Linked DNA regions of Mus musculus: regions 1 and 2 are each linked to region 3. The links are chromatin contacts, called in public HiChIP or PLAC-seq maps. All regions are on one chromosome and are shown on one strand. Each heading gives the region's core, a stretch centred on a gene start, on an enhancer-like site or on the middle of the called end of the contact. The rest is flanking DNA. Distances are from core to core; before and after follow the strand shown.

Region 1 (2,955 bases), core at 20-2,519, 580 kb after region 3:
GGAGACAGGAGATGGAGACAGGAGATGGAGACAGGAGTCTCCAGCAGTGCAAAGGAAACCAGGCTGGCACACGTGTCAGGGACCAGCCAGAGCCTGTTTCAAATAAGGCAGAAGTGAGGACTGAAATTTTCTTATCTGAAATTGTCTTCACATGAGTGCTAAACATATGCATCCAACACACACACACACACACACACACACACACACACACACACACACACACAAAGAGAGAGAGAGAGAGAGAGAGAGAGAGAGAGCTCTATTACAGTTGTTCTAGAATTCACCTTGGACATCAGAATTCAAAGATGCTTATGTCCCTTCTATAAAATTTAATAGTATTTGCAGATAAACACTGTGCTTTAATCATCTCTAGATTACAATGACTCATACACTGCAAATGCTATGAAAACCATTGCTAGCCTGTATTTGTTAGGGAATAGCAACCCCCCCCCAAACAAATTCTGTACATGCCTGAGACCCCCCCCCCCCTTTTTTTTTTTCTGAGAAAGAGTTTCTTGGTGTAGACCAGGCTGGCCTTGAACTCAGATCCACCTGCATCTGCCTCCCAAGTGCTGTGATTAAAGGCATGTGCCACCATGGTCCAGTGAGACACATTTTTTTTTTCCTGGATTGTGTGTGTGTGTGTGTGTGTGTGTGTGTGTGTGTGTGTGTGTATGTATGTATGTATGTGTGTGTGTATGCTCACGCACACTCTGGATATTTTCAGCCTGCTATTATAGTAGGATCCACATGTCTAGAAGCCATAGTTACAGAGAGACAACTCTTATCTAAAATAAATATAAAAAGCCCTAGAGCCCTGACGTCAAATGGCCTCAGGCAGGTGCTTCCTCCAAGTCTGTGGAAGATAGGACTTCCTTTTGCTGCCCGGGCACATGACATATGGCCCAGTTTATAAATTATTGAATGCGCAGAGGTTTTACAGTCTTCAGTCAGAATTCTGTTGGGAACCTCCAAGTTGTCTCATTTCCTCTCTTGTTCCTGGTTTAAATTATCGGGACCCTGTGTAACTACCTGGAGAATCTCTGGGTAAATGACAAATTGTGATTTACAGAGAGCACTGACATCGTTCTTCAACTTATTAGTTCCCTTCCCTCAAGCATATTTTCCTCTTCTTTGGCTTGATAACTCACCTTCCTGGGAGGCAAGCTCTGGGAAGCAAGATTCTAGTCTGCATGAAGTTTTAGACCTGGCTTGAAAGATGTCAGTGCTCAGAAAGGCTTTGTTAAATATGCACCGCGCCCTCTCGTGGCTACAAGTGCTCGCTGTAGACTGGAAATGCTAAGCACAGGCTCCACTGCCCTACATCCCAGAGCAGCAAGTAGGTCTCTAAGCTCCTAGGCGTCTCCTGACGCTTGACTCGGCGGATTCAAAAGAACATTTTGTAACCCAAATGTAAAACGACTCTAACCCACACGTAAAAACAGTAAAAACTGTGCCATCTTCTCCCAAACACACCTACTTCAGCCAGGCTGTTCCTCAATAGCTTTCTCTTCACCTTTTTCTAAAGTAAAACCGGAATCGATTCAGTTTAGATTTTAACTCTAACAGAAAGGTCTGCTTCTGCTGAGTGGGCATCTGGAATTTTAATTATCTCAGCTTTCCCCGTGTCACGGGGCAAAGACCTTTAGCCTTTCTGTGGTATGGGCTTACTGGAGCTATTAATACTATGGGCTCCGCAACTCTTATTCGTCCTTGGGCACTACTGTCCTTCAGATATTGGTTTTGTTTGATCAAGAACCTTAGCAGAATCCTAACTTTTTGGGTACCCCGAAAAGCTCCTAATGTGGAGGAGGAGCGTGTTCCAAGTATGAATATGCATCTCCTGTAACCCGTCTCAGTTGAGGGATATTTTAAACGCGTGTAACAGAAGCTCGCACAGTAAGAGTGGGCTGCCGTGGAGCAGATTCATTCCAATTCAGCTACTGGTTCAGATTTGCTGTGTTTTGAAGACCAAGGAAGAAAAGAAAAAGAATAAGAGCCATCAAATCTTGCCCAAGCATGCCCTTTATCAGATGGAGTTCTGGTTAATTGTCTCCAGGTCCCCTAGGTATCTCGGAACAATGCACTTTCATCAGTTGGGATTTAGCCGGTAGATCTCTCAAAGCAACAGACATGAAGTTGGGAAAAAATTAAGAACAACAAAGAAATTAAATGACAGTGCATGTGCATTTAGTAGTCTTCATTAAAGCAAAAGCTTTGATGGGAATGCACCATGAATTTTAGTTAAAAGAGGACTGCGGGTCTTCCTCCCACACAGTAGAAACAAAAATGTAAATGTGATATTTTAGTTCCTGAAGGACCTTAGGTTTCAAATTTTAATGTTTGAAGGAGCCAAATGAAGCACAATATACAAATTCCATGTTTTTTTTTTCATTTACTGACATTCAAGAGACAGTGAATGCAAACATGAGTATTCTGCTGGCTGAATTATTCTGAAGAATCAATATTTTATAAACTGGTTCTTCTAGGTTTGTATAATACATATCCAAAATATTCCACTTGAAGTAAATACTTTTGTCACTATCTTTCTCTTAGGATCTCTTATTATCATACCTGCATGCATCATGCCCCAAACCTTCATAATCAAAATGATTGATTTAACAGTAATTTTCTAAAATTTAGAAATGTTTCTCAATCATAAATGGTGCGATAATGATGATGATGATGAGATGATTATGATAATGATGACGATGACAATTTTTGGATTTTCAAGACAGGACTGCACTGTGGCGCCCCCCCCCCCCCAAGCTGTCCTGGAATTCATTCTGTATACCAGGCTGGCCTTGAACTCACAGAGATCTGGGATTAAAGGCGTGTGCCACCACTGCTTCCACAGAAACAATGAGACAAAAAGTTACTCCTAATTACCTGGAGACCTTTTTGTTGTTTGTTTTCTGCGACCGGATTCCTCTGTGTATCCGGTGGTACTGGAAC
Region 2 (2,991 bases), core at 69-2,568, 540 kb after region 3:
ACACCCTGTCCTCGTGCCATAACGGGCTTCGGAGTGTGGTGAGAGCTAGGGAAGAGGCACACTGCCCCTCCTCACTGTTCCTTCATCTCTGCAGGACGATGTGCAACAGCTGCAAAACATGTTGGGTTGTGAGCTGCAGGCTATGCTGTGTGTCCCTGTCATCAGCCGAGCCACTGACCAGGTGGTGGCCCTGGCTTGCGCCTTCAACAAGCTTGGAGGAGATTTGTGAGTTTGAGAGTGGGGGTGTCATGGCACTATGGCAATAGCCCCAGGTTCTAGGGGGTCTGAAGTGGGAGGATCACGGGAGCCTAGAAGTTCCAGGCCAGCCTGAGCAACATGTACATAAGCCTGCCTCAAATAAACAGTGGCCTGAGGAGGAACCCACATTTTGGTCTGAGGGCAGTCAGAGCTTTCCCTAGAGCTCTGTGCCTGAAGGGGGAGAAGGCATGGTGTGTAGTCCCAGTGTGAAGAGTTTCATTAGCTGGCAGATAGGAGCTTCCTGGTAGCATGCAGGAAAGGAGAAAGGGGCCGAGAAGGCCATCTTCCCTGTCCTCTCTGCTGACCCCCAGCCCGACTTCCAGCTTCACAGATGAGGATGAACACGTGATCCAACACTGCTTCCACTACACAGGCACGGTGCTCACCAGCACCTTGGCCTTCCAGAAGGAGCAGAAGCTCAAGTGTGAGTGCCAGGTGAGTGCCTGCCTTGAGCTTTTCCCAAGAACCTGCGCGCGCCAGCCCCAGAAGGCTATCCACGAGGGTGATGCTGCCTGGGTTATCTAGGCCAGTGGCAGCACTGTGGCTGGGTAACCTAGTGACCTGGAAGTCCCTTAAAGAGAGAGAGGTCAGTATTTCCCTGGGCTCTAGGCATTGTCTGTGATTGCCCTCTAGTGTCTAACACGGGCACTACCACAACATCTGGGCAGCCAGAGGCAAAGGTGGCAGCCGTTTGAGACCCAAGAACTTCACTATTCTTCCCCAGCTCCTTCACTTAGTACCCAAAGGGTTTCATTAGGCACGTCAGTTGCCAGCCTGCTCTAGGAGCACTTGGGAAGGGATGAGAACATCCCGGGCCATCTTTACGATCTTCACTTCCTCCTTCCCAGGCTCTTCTCCAAGTGGCAAAGAACCTCTTCACCCACCTGGGTGAGTGATGTGTCTCCCACACAAGGCGTTTGGGGAGGAGGAGATGTGGAAGAGATGCTTGCCTGGCATTCCTCAGGTCTCACGTGCTTCTCCTTCCCCCTCCTCCAGATGATGTCTCTGTCCTGCTACAGGAGATCATCACGGAAGCCAGAAACCTCAGCAACGCAGAGATGTGAGCAGAAGTGGGGTGGTGCGGGAGGGGAAGTCTCAGCCCTCACCGCCTCTGCCCCCTCCCTACCTTCTTATCTGACATTTCCTTCTGCCTGGGCCCTTGTTTCAGCCAGGACAGCGCTAACTTTGCTTGCCATGGGTTTCTATGAAACCTAGTAGGAATTTAAAACAATACAATACAAAACAAATAAAAGGCAGATGGAGAGATGTTTGGAATTGTCCAGCTCCGAGGAGAGTGTCTCACTTTAGGACACTTTCCAGGGTCTCAGTAATCGCTACACTAGCCATATGTGGTGGTTCGAGAGGCGTCAGAACCCCACGAACCAACCTCTTCTCTCCACAGCTGCTCGGTGTTCCTGCTGGATCAGAACGAGCTGGTGGCCAAGGTGTTCGATGGTGGCGTTGTGGACGATGAGGTGAGGGAGTATGGAGGGTGTCCGGGAGTAAGCAAGAGGACCTGGGGGAAAAGCCACATTTGAAAAGTGTCTATACGGCAGGCTAACTTCTTGCTTTCTATTCCATCCCTGTTTGGGCAGAGTTATGAGATCCGCATCCCGGCGGACCAAGGCATCGCGGGCCACGTGGCGACTACGGGCCAGATCCTGAACATCCCAGATGCATATGCCCATCCGCTTTTCTATCGCGGCGTAGATGACAGCACTGGCTTCCGCACGCGCAACATTCTCTGCTTCCCTATCAAGAACGAGAACCAGGGTGCCGACTCGTGGTGGCCAGGGGCGGGGCCTGAAGGGGCTGTACGGGGGTGGAGCCGGGGCGGGGACTAGGGGAAAGTGGTTCTAGGGTCGGAACCTAAAGAGCCAGGGATTGTCTAGTCTTGAGCCATTTCTTCCAGAGGAGTTAGGAGAAGGCAGGTCTCACTGGACCCCTTCACCAGCGATTCCCATTTTCTCTCTCTTCCCAGAGGTCATTGGTGTGGCTGAGCTAGTGAACAAGATCAATGGGCCATGGTTCAGCAAGTTTGATGAGGACCTGGCCACAGCCTTCTCCATCTACTGTGGCATCAGCATCGCCCACGTGAGGGAGCGCTACTGGGGCGGGGAGGGTGTCCTTCTTCTATCCCCCACATCTGCTTTCTTCGCTCTGGCCTGTCTATGCTCAGGGCTCCGATCCCAGCGAGCGGGATGCTATGCAGCCCGCCATACATGCTGGCTGCCTCTAGTCGTTCAGCATGCAAAGCTGGGGATACTATTTCTGGTCCTGTCCAACCAGCTTCTGAGGATCATGAAAGAGAAAGGAAAAGAAACAAAACAAATCAAAACCCCACCTAGTTCTGCTGGGCTAGATGGGTATATATATGGTAGTACGTGATAGTATGGGCCTATAACCTTAGGATTTGAGAGGGAGTAGCAGGAGGGTGGAGTTCAAAACCTTGGCTACCTAGCAAGTTGGAGGCCAGCCTGAGCTACATGAGAGACACTGTCTAAACAAACAAAAACCCTAACACACACATAGAAAACCCTCTTGGTAAGATTCCCTACCCACCCCAGCAACTCCAATCTACTAGTCCGTATCTTTGTAGCAAACGTTGGATCTTTCTCTCCATACTTTTGGCATCTCTAGCCTGAAAATCCAACCTAAGTACCCGAGTTAATCCCTGCTTTCTGATCTTCTCCTCCAAGGGCTACCAAGTTCAGGGGACAAAGTGCCTCAGGT
Region 3 (2,797 bases), core at 58-2,557:
GATGACCTTGAATTTCTGATCCTCCTGCTTCTACATCCTGAGTAGGGGCATGACAGATACTCACTGCCATGCCCAGTATCTTGTAGTGCTGAGGATCCAGCCCAGGGCTTCAGACATGCTTTGCAACAAGCTGAGCTTCATCCTAGCCAAATGGAGTCTCAGCAGTAGAAACTCCCACTGGCACTGGAGCTACACACACTCACGAACTACACATCCACACCTTTGTCTTGCACACACATGCAGATGCACCATGGAAGGCATAGCACTTGGTACATGCATGTAATCCTAGCGCTGGGAAGGCTGCGCCAGGTACAAAGCTAGCTTCGTACGTTCCGGAGGTAGCAGTACCAAATATGGGGCGCCTGCCTGCCTTTCCTCCGTCAGGATCAGCAGAGGCAAATGTGAACAGAAACCCTCAGAAGGATTTAGCCCTGCTCCCAGATACATCCAATTACTCTGCTTTTCTTCCCCTTAACAAGCAGTGCCTGGACTCAGGGAATCCGTTTTCCCAGTGGAGTTAACCTCAGGCTACATTGTATTTTAGCATCCTTCCTGCTAGTTCCTGCCAAGGCGCCTGAGCAGCTCTGAGAGTCCCGCCCAGCCCCTCCCCAAGGGACCCTCTTTACTCTCTAAAATTTGACACACACAGAGTTTTGGGTTTTTTTTTTTTTTTTTTTGAGATAGGATCTTTCTGACCTGCAACACACAAGAGATGCACTATGCAGAAGAGGCTAGTCTTGAACTCACAGAGATTGCCTACCTCTGCTGGGATTAAACACATTTATATGCTATATCATCTAGCATAGACAATACTCAGGCACATGCTCAGCTACTTGAACTCACAGGTAAGAAGTTGAGGCCCAGAAAGGGGAAAAAATGTCATGTTTCATTCAGAAGTCAAACTCTGACCTCTGCCTCAGTATTCCACCTCCCCACCCAAGACACAGTCAGGTCCCCATTTCCTTGCCTCCTCCACTCCAGGCCTCTGTGCCTTGTCCCCCGGTGTTGTGCAGCCTAGTTCTGGGCAGAACTTGGTAGAGGAAATAAGAGGAAGGGAGAAGGCCCCACACCCACCCACACCTGCTCAGCCTTCTGCACCCAGCCCGGGACTGCAATGGTGTGCACAGCGGGCAAACACTGGAGGAGGGAAGCACCCTTACCTGAAAACTCCCTCTGACACAGCAACCGCCTGCAAGCCATGAGAACTGGAGCAAGCTAGACTCCCGAAGCAGCCCCTGCCACCAGGCAGTTCTTGTGCCCCAGAGTGCAGGAGTCTGGGAGGTGGCAGATGAGGTAACTGGGACTACCAGGAGGGGAAGTGACACTGTCTCTCAGGCCTCAATCTGGAGATCTTGCTCAAGTGTCTGGCACAAGGCTGAGTCAGCCACTGCCGGACTAGGAGCAAGTCACCCCTAGCTCTGCCCACTCAGCCTAGCGATGGGGACCGTCGGACCATCAGTTTAGCCTGAGGGTTCCTGGGAAGATGGAAGGAGGGAGCACTCAAGGCCCAGGGCTGGGCACAGGGAGGCTCCTAGCTACACACCAGCTCCCCTCCTGGCCTCTCTCAAGTTTGGACAGAGCCTGGCTCCTGCTCATTACTGCCACAGGGAACAATTACCCTGGTTTCTCAGCAGTGCCTGGAAGGCTCATTAAGAGAGACCCAGACCCCAAGATTAAGGAATCTGTTGTCTGTGACTCCAACCATGCATGTCCAGACACCACTCTCCAGGGACCAAGAATGGCTCCTCAGAAAGAGGGTGGCTTGGAAGAAGGGCAGAACAGGGGTGACTCTTCCTCCCTAACCTCCATCCATCCTGGGGCTTGGGCAGGACCAGCAGAAGGCAATGGATAGCTCTGCCTGGGTACTTGACTGGCCCGGACAGCCCCTCCCTGTCAATCGGATTATCCCCTATCCCCTTTCTCCTCGTCTGGTGTCATTTACTAGGAGTGAGAGTGCAGAGCAAAGTCTCTGATCGGAGGTGAGAGCTTTAGAGAAAAATCAAGAGAGGTGTGTTGAGTAGAGTTAGGGTCTCCTCAAGTGGACTGAACTAGGATTTACTAGGTCTCCGTTTCCTGTACCACTTTCTGTCTCTCTCTGGAGAAGTCCACCCAGCCTGGAGGAGACCGTACCTCAAGCCCTACAGGATGGAAGCAGGCCAGGAGCTAAGGCCAGGCAGGCTCCTGGGCCCTGCTTCAGTTCGGAACGCCAATGCTTTGATTTGTGCCCAGAGCCTGGCCTGCAAGCCCTCTGCAGGCCAGAAGAGGAAATACACCCTCTGACCTACCCCAGCAGAGGGGTGGCTCTGGGGCCTTGCCTGGGTTCCAAGACAAGGCAGAGGTGTCTTGTCCCTTGGTCCTCTTCCCTGGCATGTATACATGAAAGAAGAGCCTCACAGTGGAGTTGTGTGAGGGAGCTAACACAGCTCCAGGTGTAGGAAGATCAAGATTCCCTACACAAAGCTTGCTTGGTGGTCCTAGCCTGCCCCATCCCCTAGGCTCCCAACCAAGCCCATTTTTCATACTCTAAGCCCCAGAGGCAGAAAGCATTTTCCCTTAGCCCAAGGATAAGATGGCACTGGTTAACTCTGCTTGAATTTGCTGTGTGACCTTAACCAGTGTCTGTCCCTCTCTGGATCTCAGTTCTCCTATCTGTAAGATGTAGTAGTAATAGCAATAGTAATAGTAGCAGCTGCAGTAGTAAGAATGATGATGATGATGATGATGATGATGGTGGGGTGATGATGATGATGGTGGTGGTGGTGGTGATGATGATGATGGTGGTGATGATGATGATGAT

The links. HiChIP or PLAC-seq counts read pairs in DNA pulled down with a chosen protein or histone mark.
Region 1: a contact with region 3 is called in a CTCF HiChIP or PLAC-seq map of large pre-B cells, with 5 times the contacts expected there. The contact joins the enhancer-like site here to the promoter of P2ry6 in region 3. A contact is called at or near these places in 1 of 15 datasets of contacts at CTCF or cohesin (large pre-B cells), 5 of 115 datasets of contacts at active chromatin or transcription factors (the 230-238 cell line, T-cell acute lymphoblastic leukemia, bone marrow-derived dendritic cells and 2 more) and 1 of 9 other capture datasets (embryonic stem cells).
Region 2: an H3K4me3 HiChIP or PLAC-seq map of bone marrow-derived macrophages shows a contact between it and region 3, with 3 times the contacts expected there. The contact joins the enhancer-like site here to the promoter of P2ry6 in region 3. A contact is called at or near these places in 1 of 15 datasets of contacts at CTCF or cohesin (large pre-B cells), 2 of 484 Hi-C or Micro-C datasets (B cells and embryonic stem cells), 5 of 115 datasets of contacts at active chromatin or transcription factors (bone marrow-derived macrophages, embryonic stem cells, large pre-B cells and 1 more) and 2 of 9 other capture datasets (liver and macrophages).

The regions. Positions count from the first base shown.
Region 1 is chr7:101,540,047-101,543,001 of GRCm38.p6, forward strand. No RefSeq gene overlaps it. Among named protein-coding and RNA genes, the nearest start is that of Gm35363, 3.1 kb to the left of the region's middle. Within about 2 kb of position 1,270, at least 46 of the 459 cell types and tissues checked have an H3K27ac peak or open chromatin away from gene starts, as enhancers often do. A contact at or near this core is called in T-cell acute lymphoblastic leukemia, where this site is marked.
Region 2 is chr7:101,502,718-101,505,708 of GRCm38.p6, forward strand. It overlaps Pde2a (phosphodiesterase 2A, cGMP-stimulated), which reads left to right. Exons shown (of 30, transcript NM_001143849.2): 12 at 95-225; 13 at 582-693; 14 at 1,107-1,146; 15 at 1,255-1,318; 16 at 1,661-1,733; 17 at 1,854-2,031; 18 at 2,240-2,352. Among named protein-coding and RNA genes, the nearest start is that of Mir139, 29 kb to the left of the region's middle. Within about 2 kb of position 1,319, at least 37 of the 459 cell types and tissues checked have an H3K27ac peak or open chromatin away from gene starts, as enhancers often do. A contact at or near this core is called in bone marrow-derived macrophages, where this site is marked.
Region 3 is chr7:100,963,059-100,965,855 of GRCm38.p6, forward strand. P2ry6 (pyrimidinergic receptor P2Y, G-protein coupled, 6) reads right to left here and starts at 1,308. Exons shown (of 3, transcript NM_183168.2): 1 at 1,161-1,308.